Regions from separate parts of the Rattus norvegicus genome. Here region 1 is linked to region 2. The links are chromatin contacts, called in public Hi-C maps. All regions are on one chromosome and are shown on one strand. Each heading gives the region's core, a stretch centred on a gene start, on an enhancer-like site or on the middle of the called end of the contact. The rest is flanking DNA. Distances are from core to core; before and after follow the strand shown.

Region 1 (3,890 bases), core at 1,046-3,545, 100 kb before region 2:
CGACACCATTGTCTGTCGTGTACGTGTACGTTTGTGCAAATGGAACTACATGCGCCCCTGAGCCACCTCCATCCAACACTTGAATACCAACTGGGTTGGGAGGAATAAAATTTGCTTAAATCCGAGTGTTTCTCTGGGGGAGGAGTGAGCCCCTAGGGGAGATCCTTGCTGAGCAGCCAGCCATTCACCAGATTGGAAAAGCAGCCCCTGTCTGTACCAGAAAGCAACCAGATGGCTAATCAAATGAACACCAGGCCCAGGGCCTCCTGGAGACAACCTTCTTCCTGCTGCAGCTTCTTCCCAAGCCTTAAAGATGCAGGGGGGAGGACGTAACTCCAAATCACCTTTGATGTGAGAAAGAGGATGGAGCCCATGCAGACAGAAAGCCCAACCTCGTTTTGGAGAGGTCCTCCTAAGCTCACTGCAGCCCCCTTTGACTGCCCTTGACAGCCTCTTCCCATCTCAGGAAGGTTCAGTTGTCTGCTGCGCCTTCTCATGGATTGGCCGGGGTGCTGTGGCTCTCCTGTCTGTGCAGTCTGGTGTCGGGTCCTGTAGTATATACACATGCCACATCGCTTCTTGTAAAAGCTCTTACTAATGCATGTCGCTTCCTGCTGGAGTTACGAATGGGAGTGGACCAAGCACCCTTACCCTGCCTGCATAGTGCATCCCACAGGCAGCACCCTGTGGGCCTTGATCCAACCTTCCCCTTCCCGTGTGTGCACATGCAATGACTGAGCTGCCAAACCATCACTGTGCACTGCCACTACTGCCCCTGCCTCTGCATGTTAGAGGGCATTCCGGTAAAAATCAGTCACTTCCCACAGGTAAGTGTGAGGCCAAGCCAGAGAGACAAGGCATCACAAGAAGCAACACTCGGAATGAAGTCGGAGTGTTTGGGGTCTGGTCTCTGGTTCTGTTTAACTTGTGTGGCTTTGGAACCTCCCCATCCCATCCCCAAGTCTCTTCTCTTGCCTTATAAAGGTCTTTCCGTAGGGTTACAGAAAGTCCACATTCCCATGTGTCAGTGATGCAGCCTTTCAAGGGAAAAGCTGGGGGAAATGACTTTCCTGTTTTCCTCCCATCTGCTCCTAACTCTGAGACCCCCAGCAAATACTGTGAAGCAGGATGGGGAAGGAGAGGTGACAGCCTAGGGCATTTGGCCATGTCCCTGTTTGAGGGAAGAGCTGAGGTTCAAACCTGCATAGTGCCAGCAGTGGAGCCCTGAGGGGTCCTGATTGTTTCTTTGTGCCTTCAGCCAGAGTGTAACTCAAGAGGACGTTCTGACAAGGGGCCGGCACCCTCTCTGCCGTATGTGCCTTCCCTTCCCCTGGGAAAGGGTCTCTGGGCTCCCCTAAGTGTTCTTCATCGCCCAGGCCTTGCTGACTCAGACTCTCCAGTGTCTTATTTGAGGGAAGGTGTTTTCTCCTAGGAGGGAGGAGCGTGAGCTCTCATGGTGTTAAAGAGTGCGAGTTCCCTCCAAGCTCAAGACCTCTTCCTACACACCGCTGTTTCAGGGTCCCTGCAGGGGTGCTGGGATTACAGGAGTGACACCCCTTTATGACATGGATGCTGGCTGGGGGTTGGAGGGCACTGTAACAAGAAACAATCTCAGTTTGGAACCAACATACCCTTCCTGACTCCAGGTCCCCAGGCTAGACCTGGTGTGCAGTGTAGGGGGACCCTGGGAACAAGGCCACTCCAAACAGTATCCAAGTGGGTGTTCTTCATGGTCAACCTTGAGCAGGAACAGTCTTACTCAGGATGGTTCACAGACACTGCATTTTAAGTGTGACCTTCCATGAATGGCCACACAGCCGACTTCCCTTGAGACAGGCTGAGCGTCAGAGTAGGGCTGTGGGGTGATCTGAATCTTGCTGGTCTTCCTTCCTGTCTCAGAGGCTTTGGGAGAACAGCCAGCACTTGTGAGTGAGGGGCAATACCCCAGGGACTGTGCAGGCACTGGGATCGGGGTCTATGGCCACCTTTGTGGCAAGGCCTTGCTAGCTCCAGCCAGTTGCCCCCAGCAGCCCAGAGCTTTACTCAGCAGCCAGCAGCTGGCAGTAGGGCTCTGACGTTGGCGGATGCTGTGGGTGGGGGGCAGCAGCTGTGTTTCTTCTTGCCTGAAGAGCCTTCCCAGTCCTTGCCCCTCCCCACCCATGAAGAGCAGCTTTTTCAGACATTTTGCCTCAAATGCAAATCCTTTGTTCCAAATGGGCAGTCTCAGCCCAGAACAGACGTCAGCTTTGCCCCAAACTTGGGCGTGTTTCTGTCTCCCCAGGATGCCTGAGTCAGCGTGGCAAGGGTGTGTCCGCCTGCAGTCTGGCACTGCGCCCTGGCTCCCTGGAGAAACCTGCTCTCTTTCTGGACATTACCCACAGCAGGGTGTGCCCAGCTCTCTCTTCCCTATGCCAGATGCTAATGTCTGGTCCTTCTGCTGTAAAATCTCCCCCAAGTTCCTTGTTTCAAGCTGTATGTCCTCCTGTTCCCCGATACTGATGGACTCAGCATGAGACTCAGCTCGCTAACATTTGGAAGGACCTCAGAAGTGGATGGGGAACCGGTGGCCAAGATCCAGGTCACCAAGAAACCCAGCCGCCACCAGCTCCTCTAAAGTCAGCACACAGGTCATGCACATTGAAAACCACTCTGAAGACACCTCCCTCGCTCTCCTCTGGGGACAGTGGACCAGATCTCCCGTGTCCAAGAGAAACCTACAAACTGATTCCCCACTTCCTTTTGCTTTGTTCTGGGGCCTGTACCATCCTCCCTCCATCTCACCCAAGTGCCCCAGTAGACATATCAGATGACAGCTGGCCATTGGGGTGTAGAATTGAGCCTCTTTACTTCCAAACCCCACTTCTGGGAGCCCCTCACCATCTCTTGGCCTGCCATCTGCAGGGCTGCTTGCCATCTGCCACAGTTTGCCTTTCCTTCCCCACCCCCACACTTCTGGTTCAGCACAGCCTCTCCTTTCTCCTTTGGGGTCTCTGTCTACCCCAAGTCTTCATGTGTCCCTATCTTTGGCTGCTTTTCAACTCGGCAAACCGAGTCTTTTTCTTCTCTTGAGAACAGCTGTCTTCAAGCAGCCTTTACAAACTGTCTAGACATCCCTTCTTTCTCAGAGCCCAGGAGCCAAGACATCAGACACTGGGGAGAATAAACATCCTGAACTGGCTCTGCTCACCCGGCTCTCACCTGGTACTGTTCGGTTGCCTAAGGCATCTAGCACTGTGTCTTTTGTGGTGCAAACCCCATTTCCAGCTCCTTCCAGTGTAGCTTGGATGTGATTGCACCACCTTAACGAGTTGGCCACATGCCTTATGTAAGCTGGCACATCTTTAGACTGAGAACCTCATCGGGTGATATTTTCTTCAGGAGCCATGGTACTTCTATACACACACAAACACACCTAGACTGAATAGAAAGAGCATTGTGTTTGGAGCTAGGCAGACCTATTTCCCACCTTTGTTAGATATGTGACTGTGGGCAGGTTTCTTGTTCCCCCTAGTCTGTACAACAGGCTGAAAGGCTTGCAAGACAGAATGTGTGTAGAGAACTTGGCACTTAGCACATGGTCATTTAGATACCGTCATCCTCACCCGGACCCTTCATCTTTTAGAAGAACCTTCCCCCATGTAGACCCTAACATTACCAAGGTTGTAGACACTGACCAGCCTGGAGACCTCCATCCTTGACACTCCCTCTATGTCTGTTCTAGGCTAGTGTTCCAGAACTTATGTCACTGCTAATGTGGAGCAGTCTATTCTGAGGTCCACCCATGCCCCCTGGCTCTCACCAACATTAACAGTAGAGAAAACTCTGTCAGCAGGGTCCTTTTGCTTACGGGTACATCTTAATTCACTGAGCATCACTGTGGTCCTGAGTCA
Region 2 (4,268 bases), core at 1,748-4,247:
GACAAGTGGCTCGCTTCTGCCCCCTAGAGGACATGGAGAAAGATGCTGGGGAACTAAATACGTGCTCCGAAATCTCTACATAAACAAGAATGAAAAACCCTCAATCTAAAGAGACCATCATTTAGTTCCGGAAAGGGAGGTAGGCTGGAAGCAGGTTATCCAGACCAAGAGTAAGAACACCATATCAGGGTAGACACAACCAGACAGGGAGCGCCCACCCCCACCCTTCCCCCTTCACCTCCCACCCCCACCCCGACACTGGGTTTGTCTGTGTAGCCCTGGCTGTCCCGGAAGTCACTCTACAGACCAGGCTGGCCTCAAACTCAGAGATCCCTCCCTGCCCCTGCCTCTTGAGTGCTGGGATTAAAGGCATGAACCACCACCCCCTGGAAGCACTCATCTTAACACAAATCCCAGATTTTTTTTTTTTAAAGATTGTTTTATTTCATGTGTTTGAGGCCTTTGCATGTACACCATGCATATGCAGGTGCCCATAGGGGTCAGAAGCCGGCATCGGATTCCTGGAACTGGAGCTAAGAAGAACGGTTTGAGTTACAGTGTAGGTGCTGGGAAAGGAGCCCGAGTCCTCTGCAAGAACAACGGGTTCTCTTAACCCCCCGGAGCTATCGCTCCATCTCTCCAGGCTTTCTGCTCCCCAACACCTTTATACCAGGGCAAGCCTGGGAAACAAACACACATCATTCATGCACCTACAAAAGCTACCAGAACACCTCTCATCTACAAGGTTACTGTAAACTGGGGGGTGGCGGGGGTGGGGGTGGAGACTTAACTGAGCTGAGTCTCGGGTCCTTGCTCTAAGGAGGATAGGCCAAGTAGATTATCTTGAGATACTTGGCTTGCGATTAAGAAAAGAGACCATTAAGGGGCTGGGGATTTAGCTCAGTGGTAGAGCGCTTGCCTAGGAAGCGCAAGGCCCTGGGTTCGGTCCCCAGCTCCGGAAAAAAGAACCAAAAAAAAAAAAAAAAAAAAAGAAAAGAGACCATTTGCAAAATGCTGTGGGAGTTAGGATGCCACCTGGCAGGATTTCACCTGTTCTATTCGTCCTCAGTTTCCTTAGTTATAATAGCAGAATGTAGCTCACTTGACCTCCTTCCTGCTCTCTTCTGCAAAGCCTTTGTTAGCCCCTTCTGCCCCTCAAAGAGGCCTCAGGGAAACTTGTCTATGTGCACTGCCTAGGATGCTGGTCTCCATACCTGTGCAGATTTACCTCCCCTCATATAGTTTCTGAAAATCCCAGCAGCTGCGGGAGCCTGTGCCCTCCCTGTCCCCTACCCTCACCTCTTTGGGCGTCCCTGTTGCTGGCATTCCCAGCCACGCTGTAGCTTTCTTTTTGCTGCTATCTGAGTTGGAATGTGGATTTTCGTTTCACAAGGGAGTCCTTGGGAGAAAGTAGAGTTGACTGAAAAAGGAAAATTTCTGGAAACCCAGAAATTTTGAGATCTGAAATCCATTAGCCCAGGCTTAACCCTACTTAATAAACATGTGATTTGGAACAAGTTACCCAATCCAGGCTTGGTTTCCTCATCTATAGAAGGGGCATAAGAAAAATGTCTAAATGCTGTGGGAAAAGAGACAACCACATTGTACTTGCAAACAAGGTGGGTGGTTTACTTTTTCTCCCCAGACCTCTGGGTTTTTTGTCTGTAATAACCAGAGGATGTGGGCGCACACATTTCTGCTTGGAAACCAAAATGTCTACTTGTAGATCCTAAGCATCTCCTACCCACAGCATTTGGGAGACTGAAGCAGGAGACAGGGGGACTTTGAAGTCAACCTGGGTTTCGTAACAAGAACCCCTCTCAAATCATCACACCTACTCACACTCATTCACACATAAACACACATAAATACACACATATACACAGAAGCATTCACCCACACACACACAAAGATACACTCATAAAGACAACACACACACACACACATAAATACTCTTCCAAACACTCACACACAAGCACTCACACAGACACACAGACACAAACATACACAAGCACTCAAACACATACACAAACACAGACATCCCCCCCCAACACACACACACACAAAGACACACAGAGACATTCACACACAGAGACTCACATGGACATCAGAGGACAATTTTTCCTTTCACTGTGTGGGTCCAAAGATGGTCATGAGGCTTGGTGGCACGTGCCTTTATTCCCTGAACAGCCTTGAAGGAGCCAGTCTGGATTTTCTCATTATTTTTCTGCTTCTCAGAAAGGGTCTGTGCCAAAGATCTGTCCTCTCTACTTTGCCTTAGAACAGAAACATCCAAAGAGACCAGCCCCCAAAATGTCATTTCTTCAACCAACAAAACAAGGTCCTCTGAACACATCTACAGGGGAGTGTCTGCCCCTGCTTCTTATATCCATGCTTCTAGGCCTGGCACTGTACACAGCCATCTTGTTGGGTGTGCTCGATTGCTTCAGAGCAGAGACCACCAGCATGCTTCCTTTCACCTCTTAGGTAAACGTGTCACCAACAAAGTCAATGACAATTCCACCTGGGACTTTTAACACACACTTACACTTCTCTCTTTCACATACACACATACACTCACACATATGCCCTTTCTCACGCATGCACATACAGTCACACACACACACACAAACACACACACACAAACACACATGTTCACATGTTCACTTGCCTGTTTAAAATGATGTATTTGGCCTGAGGTCAAGTAAGGGCTTTTTGTTAGTCTGAAGTCATTTTCAGGACTGGGGGAGGCCATTTCCACCTCTGACTTCCTCTCTAAAGGTTAATAAAAATGTCAGTGATGGACCAAATCCAGGGGTCGCTGGCAGCCCTTACAGCATCACCGATAAAGCCCAGCCACACCCTTTTCTCACACCAGGTGCCAACACTGCAACCTTCAGAGGAAAACTTTTCTCATGAACCGGAGCTAGCAGGAAAATCCAGAAAGGCTGGGGGTGGATCCAAAGCTCTGACTTGCTATCTTTTCCAGCAATGAGTCACTCACTCATCCAGCATATATAAACATAAGGCAGTAGATGAGTCACTCGCCCATCCAGCATATATAAACATGAGGCAGTGGGTTTTTTTCTCCCTGAACTAGGAGACAACTCACATAACAGATTCATCATTTTAAAGTTTACAAGTCAGTGTTTTGAATATGTCAGTCCGCATACCACACCGCCACACTCATGTTCTTGAGCCCTTCCATCATCAGAAGGAGGCCAGTACCCAACCTCCCATCTCTCCCTGGTACCGTCCTCCCCCAGTCTCTGGCAATCAGTACTCTCCTTTCTGTCATTATAATGCTGGTGTTTGGAAAATTGTATGAAAATGCAATCAGAAAATATGTGCTCTTTTATATGTGGCTTATTTAGCATAGTGTTTCAAAAGTTTGTTCGTGTCTGTGGTATCTGACAGCACCATCTTATTTCTTATTTCCAAAAAAAAAAAAAAAAAAGCCCACTGTATCTACACACACCTTTTATTTATCCATTCATCAGCTGATGGACGTTTGGGTTGTTTCTACTTAATAGCTTTCATGGATTCTGCCTAGATGTATATGCATGTATGAGTGTTCCAGTGGTTTTGATTCTCTTGGACATTGTCTTTGTGCTGTGAAGAGACACCATGACCAAGGCAATCTTTTTTTTTTTTAAGATTTATTTATTATATATGAGACACTATAGCTGTCTTCAGACACACCAGAAGAGGGCATCGGATCTCATTATAGACGGTTACCATGTGGTCGCTGGGAATTGAACTCAGGATCTCTGGAAGAGCAGTCAATACTCTTAACCATTGAGCCATCTCTCCAGCCCCTGGCATGGACTTTTTTTTTTTTTCGGAGCTGGGGATCGAACCCAGGGCCTTGCACTTGCTAGGCAAGCGCTCTACCACTGAGCCAAATCCCCAACCCTTGGCATGGACTTTTGAAACTTCTTTCTTTTTTTTTTTTTTTTTGGTTCTCTTTTTTTTTTTCTGGAGCTGGGGACCGAACCCAGGGCCTTGTGCTTCCTAGGTAAGCGCTCTACCACTGAGCTAAATCCCCAGCCCCAACTTTTGAAACTTCAAAACTCACCCTGAATGACATATTCCTCTAACTAGACCACACCTCCTAATCCTTTCCAAACAGTTCCACCACGGGGCACAAAACATTTAAATACATGAACCTACAGGGTTGTTCTCATTCAAACCAACACAGACATACACCATGAGAAAAACTTCTGGGCTACATGGTAGAGTTAACTGAGAACCTGCCAGGCTGTTTT

What was found. Hi-C and Micro-C count contacts between places; a contact is called where the count stands out from the background.
Region 1: a Hi-C map of the A7r5 cell line shows a contact between it and region 2, with 5 times the contacts expected there. The contact joins two enhancer-like sites. A contact is called at or near these places in 10 of 12 Hi-C or Micro-C datasets (the A7r5 cell line, Schwann cells, frontal cortex and 5 more) and 1 of 1 datasets of contacts at active chromatin or transcription factors (oligodendrocytes).

Annotation. Positions count from the first base shown.
Region 1 is chr6:101,056,431-101,060,320 of GRCr8, reverse strand. It overlaps a transcript of Sptb not described here. Among named protein-coding and RNA genes, the nearest start is that of Plekhg3, 59 kb to the right of the region's middle. Within about 2 kb of position 2,295, at least 31 of the 93 cell types and tissues checked have an H3K27ac peak or open chromatin away from gene starts, as enhancers often do. A contact at or near this core is called in the A7r5 cell line, where this site is marked.
Region 2 is chr6:100,952,165-100,956,432 of GRCr8, reverse strand. No RefSeq gene overlaps it. Among named protein-coding and RNA genes, the nearest start is that of Rps17l1, 16 kb to the left of the region's middle. Within about 2 kb of position 2,997, at least 17 of the 93 cell types and tissues checked have an H3K27ac peak or open chromatin away from gene starts, as enhancers often do. A contact at or near this core is called in the A7r5 cell line, where this site is marked.